Linked DNA regions of Bicyclus anynana: region 2 is linked to region 1. The links are chromatin contacts, called in public Hi-C maps. All regions are on one chromosome and are shown on one strand. The core of a region is the stretch at or near the end of the contact, and the rest is flanking DNA. Distances in the headings are between cores, read along the strand shown. Region 1 overlaps LOC112057779 (homeotic protein antennapedia). Region 2 overlaps LOC112057779 (homeotic protein antennapedia).

What was found. A called contact is a pair of places that touch in the nucleus more often than the background predicts.
Region 2: a Hi-C map of whole body shows a contact between it and region 1, with 7 times the contacts expected there. The contact joins two enhancer-like sites. A contact is called at or near these places in 2 of 2 Hi-C or Micro-C datasets (whole body and whole larva).

Annotation. Positions count from the first base shown.
Region 1 is chr10:5,462,425-5,468,010 of ilBicAnyn1.1, forward strand. The region is part of intron 1 of LOC112057779 (homeotic protein antennapedia); the gene reads right to left. Among protein-coding and RNA genes, the nearest start is that of LOC128198414, 74 kb to the left of the region's middle. Within about 2 kb of position 2,542, at least 7 of the 8 cell types and tissues checked have open chromatin away from gene starts, as enhancers often do.
Region 2 is chr10:5,607,595-5,613,413 of ilBicAnyn1.1, forward strand. All of the region lies in intron 1 of LOC112057779 (homeotic protein antennapedia), which reads right to left. Among protein-coding and RNA genes, the nearest start is that of LOC112057779, 120 kb to the right of the region's middle. Within about 2 kb of position 2,852, at least 1 of the 8 cell types and tissues checked has open chromatin away from gene starts, as enhancers often do.

The DNA.
Region 1 (5,586 bases), core at 1,292-3,791:
TGCCAAGCTATAGTAGGTACCTACGTCTTTTTCAAAATAGCTAGGTACCTACTACATCTATTTACGTATTCGTGATTGACAATGAAACAATCAATCTTTTCCTCTCACAAAAATTCTCTAGAATAAAGTTATAGGTATTGAAGAAGATAATTATTTGCTAGTTGATTTTATTAGTTTACTATAGCCGACGTCCCGCTATTTCACCCGTGTAGTGACCGTTCCCGTGACAATACGCTTATGAAATATAGCCCATGACACTAAGAAATAAAGTGACTTTTAGTGGTAAAAGAATTTTCAAAATCAGTTTTGTAGTTTCAGAGATTAAGTACCTACCACTTACAATAAGGTAGCACAAACTTTACCTCTTTATACTATTAATTAAATATGACCCTTTATCTAGTCGGAAATGAGTGGGTGGGTGGTTCAGCGCAAGGATCGAACCACGTCCCTTTTGGTGATTAATCCAGCCCCTTACCGTTGAGCTATTAAGGCTTAAAAAAGTTAAGACTCAAAGGTAAAAAAATATTCTAAAAATATACTGAACTGAATTGTTGTTTTTCAATTTTTTCCTTTTTACTGATCCTATTCTATTTTATTCTAAAAACTCGTTTAAAATTGCATTTAAAACCAGCGCCATCTACTTGCGCCTGAGTGAACCTTGTAACGGAGCGACATCTATGCCTCTCCATAAGCACTACTTCGTAAGCAGGTAAGCCATGCGGTCAAACTTTTTGCACTTGTTGATGAAACAACTTCCCATCTTGATTGGTATAAAGTAAAATTTTAATTTGAAAGTTGCATTATTTTTATTCCAAAAAGTAAAGTCAGAATACCCTGCTGCTTTGTAATTCAAATGAAACATGAATATATTACCTACAGTATTTGTTAGACTTTTATGTTTTACGTGAAATTATGTAAAATGTCAGGCTTGAATTGAGCCTTATTACGTACTTTCAGTAGAAGCCAAAGCATTTTAAAATTAAAAGACAAAAAATAACTTTAAAATTTTAATAGAGTAAATAAAAACTATGATTTTATTATAATAAAGTTTAGATATAAAAAAAATTATATGTAACAGCGACATCTATAGTCGAGTAGCATAAGTTTTAAGTAATCTAAAATATCTTTTCATTAAGAGGGGGCGCTGTTGGAGTATTCAAATTCCAATTAAATTTATTTTTCATATAAGATCTCCCAACTGATTATCTAAGAAAATCCTATTAGATTTCTAGTTCGTAAATTTTCTGATAAGTAATAATCTTTTACCAGTTTATGTAGGTATTATTAAGGCATAATAAGCAGAACTTTCTACGACATTCAAACAAGATTTTTCGTCAACGTGCTCTCTAAAGCACAGGATAAGCCTGCCTAAGACAATTGAACCTAAATTGAGGGATCTATCTACGAGTATGTGTGTTAGGTAGTAATTATGTACAAGTGTATAGATAGGTATAGGTAACTATGATTTGGGTTGATTTCTAGTTAAAGGTAGGCTGATAGGTACCTAATTGTTTCTTATAATCTGATAATAGGTAAGAACTAAGAGCATGCAATAGCCACATATAGGTACCGCTACCTCATTTTGAATGCTAAAAGTTCGTCAGTCTATGCTCGTGCCGTAGGTAAATTTTGTTTACCTACTAAGCACGGACTGCGGTGGCTGTAGGATTCGCTGGATGCAGATGGCTCAGGATCATAATGTTTGGAAGTCCCTACAAAAGGCTATGTCGCGAAGCTGATGTGGCAATGGCCAGGAAGTGGCATTCGAACTATATATTCGAAGAGCTGATGGACGTTGGGGTCCCAAGGTGCTGGAGTGGCGACCCCGGACCGGAAAGTGCAGTGTTGGTCGACCCCCCACTACGTTGACTGAGGACATCAAACGGGTTGCAGGGAGCCGCTGGATGCTGAGCTGCTGGCAGCTCGAGACCTTTTTGTTTGGAACTCCATGCAAGAGGCCTATGTCCAGCTGTGGACGTCCATCAGCTGATAATTATGATGACGATCCTATCCAAATATTATGAAACAGTTAAAAGGGGTTGGAGTTTTTGTAAAAAATAATTTCTCATTTAATTACACAGTGGTGTGCACTTCATAAATGCTATAGGTACCTACCTAATGCTTTGCTTGCTCTAAGAAGTAATGACGAAAAACATTTGTATTTTGTATAATTTGTATTGTGCCATAAGCAAAAACCTTGTGCCACACCACTGTATGTGTCTACCTATCCTTACTAATCTCGGTACGTCGGTACATGTGATAATTTAACTGCATAATTATGTAGATAAACAAAGCTAAGAACATACAGAGCTGAATAGAATAACTTAAAAGTCTAAATTCAATTTTGGAATACCGAACGGAACAACAAAAAGAAAGGTAGGGATGGGACGGAATGAGAATCGCCGCGTCTGTCGAGATTTTTTGCGCGATTATTTCGACGTTATTATTATGAGAAAAAATGCGGAGTCAGTAAAGCGGAACGTGGGGTGGGGGACTGACGAGGGTTCCCGGTTTGATTGAAGCGGGAGGGGGCGGGGCGGTGACGTCACGTTCTCATAATAGGCCGTGCCGCTCAGTGATGGCCGCCGTTTATCACGGACGAGTGTTAGTCTGCACTTGGGATTTTATTAGACGCTCATTTGATAAGTTACTGTCCTAATATTGGACCAAATCTTGAGAAGTCACTGTCCCAATATTGGACCAAATCTTGAGTTACCGCACGACTCTACCGCTTTTAAGTCCAGTCTTTCATCATGACCAATATCCTTTTATACTCTTCGCTAAGTAGGCTAACTAAGCCTGTAGATGTTAGGAGACGTCAAAATTCAAAATTCAAAATTCATTTATTTCAAGTGGGCTCAGTTTACAAGCACTTTTGATACGTCAGTTCACTATTTGTAAAGATTCTACCACTGGTTCGGAAGGCAGATTCTGCTAAGAAACCGGCAAGAAACTCAGCAGTTGCTCTTTTAAAAAAAACACAATTTTATAATATACTAGCCGACGCCCGCGACTTTGTCCGCGTGAAACTCGATGTAAACTTTCAACTACCCCTATCCTACCCCTAGCCTACCCCTACTCTACTTTTCTGGTTGATTTTTTACACCTTGTGTCCGAAAAACCCAAATATCTTATGGAACCCTATTTTTTTCCAAAATAAAATTTAGCCTATGTTACTTGTGGATAATGTAGCTTTCGAATGGTGAAATAATTTTTAAAATCAGTCCAGTAGTTTTTGAGCCTATTCATTACAATCAAACAAACAAACATACAAACAAAGTTTTCCTCTTTATAATATTAGTATAGACAATTGATGACAACATTACAATTTCTTATAGATTTACTTCCTGTGTGAAGGTGGAAAAGCTGACCCAACGGCCTCCAAGCATCTTTATCATTAAGGAACTCGTCAATGGTGTAGTAACCTCGACTAAGCAAATGTTTTTTAACAGATTGCTATGTCGATAATTCAACTGGCAGAAATCTAATACCTCTCGGATTTGAGTCAGGCTTTTAGCCACGGAGTTACTGTGACTTAGCACCAGCAGGTAAGATCTTATCTGAGTACCTAATTTAATTATCCTGTCTTAATTTATGAATATATTAAAGTTTAATTTGTTATCGTGTTGGGTTAAGTTATAAAAATTTGTACCTACCTATCCTAATTTGTGTGCATATTTTGTTCCAAAAGAGCATAAATTATTAAGATTTTGACGATAAGAAGAGACGGAGTGAAACAAAAAGTTAGGTATAACTTTATAAAAATGTAATTTAACAATCAGTTTCAAACTGCATAATAACCAATGATAATTTTATACTATAGATCGGTTACGTCACAACAAAATCATTGCAAAAATTGATCCGAATAACAAACAGGCTACAACACCGAGCGCACACATGCACAATTTTGTCTTTAATTCCATTAAATATTTATGTATATATAGTTTTTACACTTCCTGAACACACAACTCGACATTGTAGATGATATTTAGGTATTATTTGTTGAAATAACGTTCGTTGTTAACCACAAATAACATTGAGTTGTGTTATAAATTTCCTCTTTTGAGCGCATCATTTTTCATGCGCTAGTAACACATCTAACAGTATTTAATATCATTGATAATAACATAAAAACACAAAATGAAGTGCTTTTGACTAAAAAAGTTACTTAGGTACCTAAAACTATAATAAAACCAAATATTCAGTAGAATTGTTACGTAGGTAGGTGAGTAGTATTTTTCCTAAGGACGTTGCTTTGATTTAATAGTAATTTGGTGTTTGGTGTTAGTTTGGTGACAGCTTAAACATAAAAATCAAGATATACCTACCTAGATAAGTAAATTCCACGTAATAATTTAATACGATTACCTTATAAACGTTTAAAAAAATATGTAGGTAAGTAACGAGGTAAGTGAGCAGAGAAGTTGTGTGGTCTGGTTACTCGTCCTGCCGCGAAGATTAGTAGATATATTTCCAAGATAACTCGCGCGAGTATTTCGGTGAGTGTTAAAGTTAAACAGCAGTGAGTGATAAAGTTTCATTGAAAAGTGCTTAGTTAAAAGAAAAGCTTAGTAGGTATTCCATGGCCACAGGATTCGAACCCAGGTCCCCGTCTGAAGCTTGACCTAACCACTGGACCAACGAGGTGTTGTACAACTCTTGTCGTCATCAACCTCTATTCGGCTCACTGCTGAGCTCGAGTCTCCTCTCAGAATGAGAGGGGTAAAGCCAATAAATAGTCCACCACGCTGGCCCAATACGGATTGGCAGACTTCACACACGCAGATAATTTAGATAATTCTCTGGTATGCAGGTTTCCGCACGATGTTTTCCTTCACCGATTGAGACACGTGATATTTAATTTCTTAAAATGCACACAACTGAAAAGTTAAAGGTGCACGCCCCGGACCGGATTCGATCCCACACTCTCCGGAATCGGAGGCAGAGGTCATATCCACTGAGCTATCACGCCTTAGTACTACTGTACTGTAATTACTACTATTTATTTCTGCATTGTAGGTACTTAGGCCAGGATTACTGTGTTTTACCCACACCCTCCGGAATCGAAGGCAGAGGTCATATCCACTGGGCTATCACGGCATTATTATTATTACTGTACAACTCTTGTACAGTAAAAATAATAATGTTAATCTCACTCAGGCATGGTGAAGCAAAAGTCGCGGTGCGTGAGGATGGGCGGAGCGTCGCGTGTTAACGCGCAGTTATCGCGGGAACACCTCGTGGCACGGCACATCACTAGCTACGCCTATTGGAGCATATCTCTAATTTATGCATAAGCATTGATAATAATCATAATCCAAAGTGAAGCACTGACCTAAAAAAGTTAACGCTTAAGGTAGGCGCACACATGTCAGTCACGTCACCGTCAATTATGATCAGTCACGTTAAAATTAAAAACTAATGTTTTGGGACATAGGCTTCGAACGTTAATCACGAGTGGTCTACTAATAAAAGTGTTGCTAGATTGCATTTACATACACATGGTTTTTAGAATTTAAACTATCGTAAGTAGGTAAGTATTATTAATATTAATTTATTATAAAATACGGCTAAAACTCACGTGAT
Region 2 (5,819 bases), core at 1,602-4,101, 150 kb after region 1:
CTATTTTCTTTGTATATTATCTTTCATTCGGCTGTTTGGCTGCTATCGTGCTACGAGTATTTTCTGATGTTGAATGATGATGCAGTCTAAGATAGTACCTACTCGTAGTAGTAGAACAATTGAGCAGGGATCCTACAGTTTATTCAACCCATACTTCTATAGGTATATCGAAACCCTGTAGACCTATATTATTAGCAGATACTTGCTGGTCCTAAACTGCAGAGCTACGTGCGTAACAGTTGTCTGAACACCGCAGTCCCTGGAACTAAAGGCCGAGGCCGCCCGAAAAAGTGCGGACTTGAGAGCCAACAAACTCAAGAAGTCAGATGCCCAAGATCGGGCAAAGTGGGCGAGATTATGTCGGAAAGCGGACCTCACATAGTGGGACCACGCTAAGAAGAAGAAGAAGACTTGCTGGTCTTTATTAAACTCCCGAAGTCAAAGTCATTAAACTAACTTCAAGGGAGTAACTATACTCTAAGCAAATTGAGAAAATCTTAGGTAGGTAGTTCTTCAATGGACTTCAATTTGTAAAAGACTTTTAGATTAGGTTTAAAGCAAAACGTACCACATAATTTATTATAGGTACTTCAAATATCAACCATCTTAGATTGTATAGAAAATAATCTAAGATGGTTGATATTTGATCTACCTACTTTTAATTTTATTCTTTACAAGTTAGGCCTTCACTACAATCTCAACTGATGGTAAGTGATAATACAATCTAAGATGGAAACGTCTAATTTGTTAGGAGGAGGATGAAAATCCACACCTACACGATATCGTACAGGAAAGCTAAATGTTTTCACACATTTAAAATTTAGGTTCGTATATGCTCGCTTCGGCAAACATCTACATACCTCAAATGTCCGAGCATACCATAAAACTATAAACTGGCATACCTACTTGAAACATTAAGCATAACATTTACATTTTAACAAGAATGGAATTTGGATGGAAGAAAAAATTACGAGAGTAACTTTTTAGTCGCTTAGGTAAAAGTTTTTTTCGTTTTTCTTCCTGGTTTCGGAGGGAAATCAAAACATTCACGTAGCCTGGTTTATTAAAATAATTTTGTTAAGGTGCGTGCATTGCGTTTCGATATGGCCTTCTGACACGCGACGAAGAAACTGCGAAGTTTTATTTTTCTGTTCTTATGGAAAAAAAATACTATCTACTCCATACCTTATTACTGTGACAAAGGGACCCAAACTGAATGCTCTTTCTTGTTTTCCGAGGATGTTCCTTAACTTTGTTTCTAATAGAAACGTAATCAGAGGTTAAACCAGTTTAGTGGTCCCACTGAGTTATGGGTTTGGTGGATTCGTAAACATAGATTACTTGTAAGTTTCACGTTTAGGTGACAAGGAAAAATGTATTAGGAAGGTAAGTATTTTGATTCCAAGACCTACTTAATAGTTGCAGGTAAAACTACAGGAAAATGTTTGACACTCATAAGGAAGACAGAGCATGACTTGAATGCATCATGAAATTTCGCAAGCCGCTTGACATAGAAAAATGAAAGGACATGACCAAAAATGGGCCTCATCATTCGTTCGGAACAGTAATGAAAAAATATGTAGTAAATTAAGTATTAAATTAGAAGTATAATTCGATAGTTTTCAATTCTGTAGAAGACGGCAAAGGTACCTAAGACGAAGTCGCGGGCGTCCGCGTGTCTACCATAAGTATAACATACGGGAAGACACGTTACATTGTTAGGTACAGCTACCACATTCTGCAGTGTCACGATGACTACGAGAGCTAGTTGGCAACAATATGTCAAATGAATGTCAATAAGCCGATAGATATGCCTCATGATTTATTATCTAAATACGTGTCTGTGACCTAAGTAATAACTTACAAGCAGTAGGTAGATACATACTTATTTGTATTTAATGTGTTTCTATCATTACTTTATACGAATACTAAGTGATACAGAAAATTAAAAGATTTTTGTTTTTATTAAGGAATTGTTAAAGCTAGCTTTACTCAAATTCGTAACAGGTTAACAAGAAATCGTCCTCGTCATCAACCCATATTCGGCTCACTGCTTAGCTCGAGTCTCCTGTCAGAATGAGAGGGGGCCAAAAGCCCACCACGCTGGCCCAATGCGGATTGGCAGACTTCACACACGCAGAGAATTAAGATAATTCTCTGGTATGCAGGTTTCCTCACGATGTTTTCCTTCACCGATTGAGACACGTGATATTTAATTTCTTAAAATGCACACAACTGAAAAGTTGGATGCCCCGGACCGGATTCGAACCCACACCCTCCGGAATCGGAGGCAGAGGTCATATCCACTGGGCTATTACGGCTCAACAAGAAATACTGCCTACTTATTCTTGTGTTTTTCTAGGAATTAGTTACTGTTACTTAATTAAGTACTTATTCGTAGGTAACGTAAGATATATTTATAGATTTACAACCCTTGAACCGATCTTGATAATATTAGACACATGATTCCATACCTAACCTTTTAGTTGTTACTCGAGGGTCTCATTAGATAGGTAAATCTAGGTGGGTAGGTAGGTAGGTATTAATTCCTCCAAACATTTATTTATTACTGATGGAAGGACAATTTAATAAATAGGTACCTCCCAGATACACAGTCCCTTAATATTTCGGTCAATAAAGTATTTGTCTGTAGGTATCTAGTAAATTAACACTTATCCACTTTCCTACTAGTGATTACCTAGTAGTCTTTATTGATAATCATTAATAATTAACTCCTTACCATAGTCGCTCAATATTTCGGTCAAGTGAAGTGTTTGTACTTATACAATAGATCAGCATCCCCACATCTTGCCGGAGCATTCCAGCAGCGCGGGGGGAGGGGGGTGACATAGACAAATGACGCACCGCCAGCGCCCCTGCCGGCGGCGGAATGAGTTATTGCCACCAATCGAGAGTGCTCCTCTAGCGGCCATTTTTAATTTTAAGGGGTACGTTACCCCTGCTATTATTATTATTAAGAAACCATTACGGGTATTGGTTGACAGGGAGATATTAGCAATCATTTAGCCACTTAGTGCAAGTTTAATACCTACTATGTACCTAATTAACTTTTATATCTAGGGTAAATATTTGATTTTAAAACCTAGGATTTATTAAACCTAGTATTATTTAACCCCGGTGGTTTTAATAAAGTCAAGTCATAAGCATTTAGAGTCTGCCTTGATAAGATTGTACAGATTCCAATGTTTGTATAACTGTAAAACTGTAACAGTCAGTAATGAACAAAATAAATAAATAAAAAGTCAACAATTTTTGCTGTTTATTCTTTGTCTGTTTGTTTGATTGTTAGAAACAGGCTCTAAAATTACAGGACCGCTTTAAAAAAACACCAATGAATAGCTACATTATCAGCGAATAACACAGGCTAAGTATGTTATCTCCGTTTTCCCGCGGGAATGGTTACTATTACTAAACGAGTGAAAACGTAAAACAACGTTACATAACGTACGGTACGTAAGGTTACGGGAGTATGCTAGTATCTCATACTGATTTTTCAATAACCATATCTAATACTCGTAATCAGGTGTTAAACACGATATAAAATCTCCTTCTTAACATCCTTTCAATTAAATAAACACTAAAAGCTCATTAAATTAATGGCAGTTTTGTGAGCAGCCATTAAAAAGCGTTCAACAAATTAACAGGCAATCAAATCTGTCGTAAATCACGCCCTCTATCGCAATTACACTGAACTGCGGCACACTTTGTCGCTACTATCTCAATCGTTTCATATTATTAATTATGTCCATCAAACTTCAGTTCGCTTACATCTTTATTATATCAATTAATAAATCAAACTACTAGCGGAATGTACCTTACAATGCATAATTTAGAATTGAATTAGAAATTGTTTAGAACAGTGACATCTAGCGACGAATAGATGAACTACATGACATTAGAAAAATAATACATTTAAACAACGACAACTTTGCAACGATTTATTTATGACTGAATTAAAAAAAGTCCACCTTCCTAGGTAGGTACTATTTTATGAATACAATTTAATTCCTATTTTGGATTTTTTTTGCTTATTAAAAGTCTTATAATTATGCGGACGGTAGGTACCTATAGTTAGAAATATCTACCTAGGTATCTATTGTATTTATATGTACCTATTTATTACAGTATCACTCCGATAGTGAAGCTGTTTATCTAGACGAATAATAATATTATAAATCATGAATTATTCATAACAATAACTGATGTATTGACGTAATTAGCACAAAGGAAGCCCACCCAGATAGACTCGGACCGTTTTGTAATTTAATACAAAATCATGTTGTAAAACAGGAAAGAATTATAACAGAAAGGTGACAAATCGAAACAAATCTCATCGTGTACTAAATAAAGGTAAAATATTTAAGTACACTTTTAAAGATATACTTACCTATTACCTACCTATAGATATCTCTTAAGAACTTCATTTCTATGAAAAGGAGCCGGCAAGGAGCTTAGTGGTTAGTTACTCTATTAATTTATCTTTTACCCAACTAAGGGTAAAAGATAAGTGCATTCTTCAGCCGAGGTTAAACCGCCTATGTAATTAAAGGTAAACTAAACGGAACGATGACAATAGGTGCCGGCCTTGTTTTGAGATCACGGGCGGAGATAGGCTATACAGTTTATCTACATAATACCTACTTGGTGGGTTTGATAAATAAATGTAGGTAGATACAATAGGCGTGTTGTTTCCGTGCAACTTCTACGAATATTAATGTTTAATTAAATTAGTGGGTTCAACGACCGTGGTCAGAGATCTGTGTAAGTTAAAAAATATTTATAGTTATAAATGTAATTTGTTTTAAAAAGTCCCACTATTATTTAGCTAGTTATGTTACTAGGTAGTCATAACAGTTAGGTCATGAGTTACCTAAATTATGTTTAAGAAGATCAATTGGGAATTTATTTTTAGCTATTTACCTAGATTTACCTATAGTACCTAGATATAAGTTGCCTTGTTTGGCTAGGTAACCTGTGATTCTTTGTGCACATCATGCCGCGAATATTCATAGAAATATTTCTACAAAAATTCGCGCGAGTAGGTATTTCGGTGTGTAGAGCATTGCGAGGAGCAGGATGAGAAGCATAGTGTGGCGACCGTGTTAGAAATACTATCTCCTATAATCTCTTATATAATAGACACCTACCAACAATAAATCTTCTATAGTATGTCTTTCAATGGAACTTAGGCATCTACCAGCAACTAATTCGATAGGTACCTACGAAAGAAAAAAACTAATTTCTAAAAGGCATACCTACTTAACTCAAAATGGATACAATTTTAGCAACATTTCTGTTAATTACAGAGTAATTAATTATTTACTCCACTCACCACGGGTAGAATACAGACCAGAAAGGTCTATTCGACCCTCTGCAGGGCAAAGGGCCCAACATAGGAATGTCCACAATTATTTAGGGTAAAAATAGAATTTATGTTTAAAGTTTTAGGCTAAGAATTCCCATGTAATTCACAACAATTATTATTATAGGGAAGGAGTTACTGATAGATTACAAGTAGGTATAGGTATACAAGTTAAACTTGCTTTCACTAAACTAAAAAAAAAAACATAACAGCGGTCCTAATATTCATAAGCTAAAGTCCAAATTTTCCTCTTTTATTTCAAAGAGAGAAAATTTGACCTTAACCTGTTTTTAAGTACCTATCTTTGATATTGTAAGAAAAGGAAGGGACCTCAGATGCTCTACAATAGAATTCATGATGGCATATACAGAAGTAGGTACCTACTAAAAACCTGGATACTGATCTCACGAATTTAAATCCGTCCCTAAATCGTAGC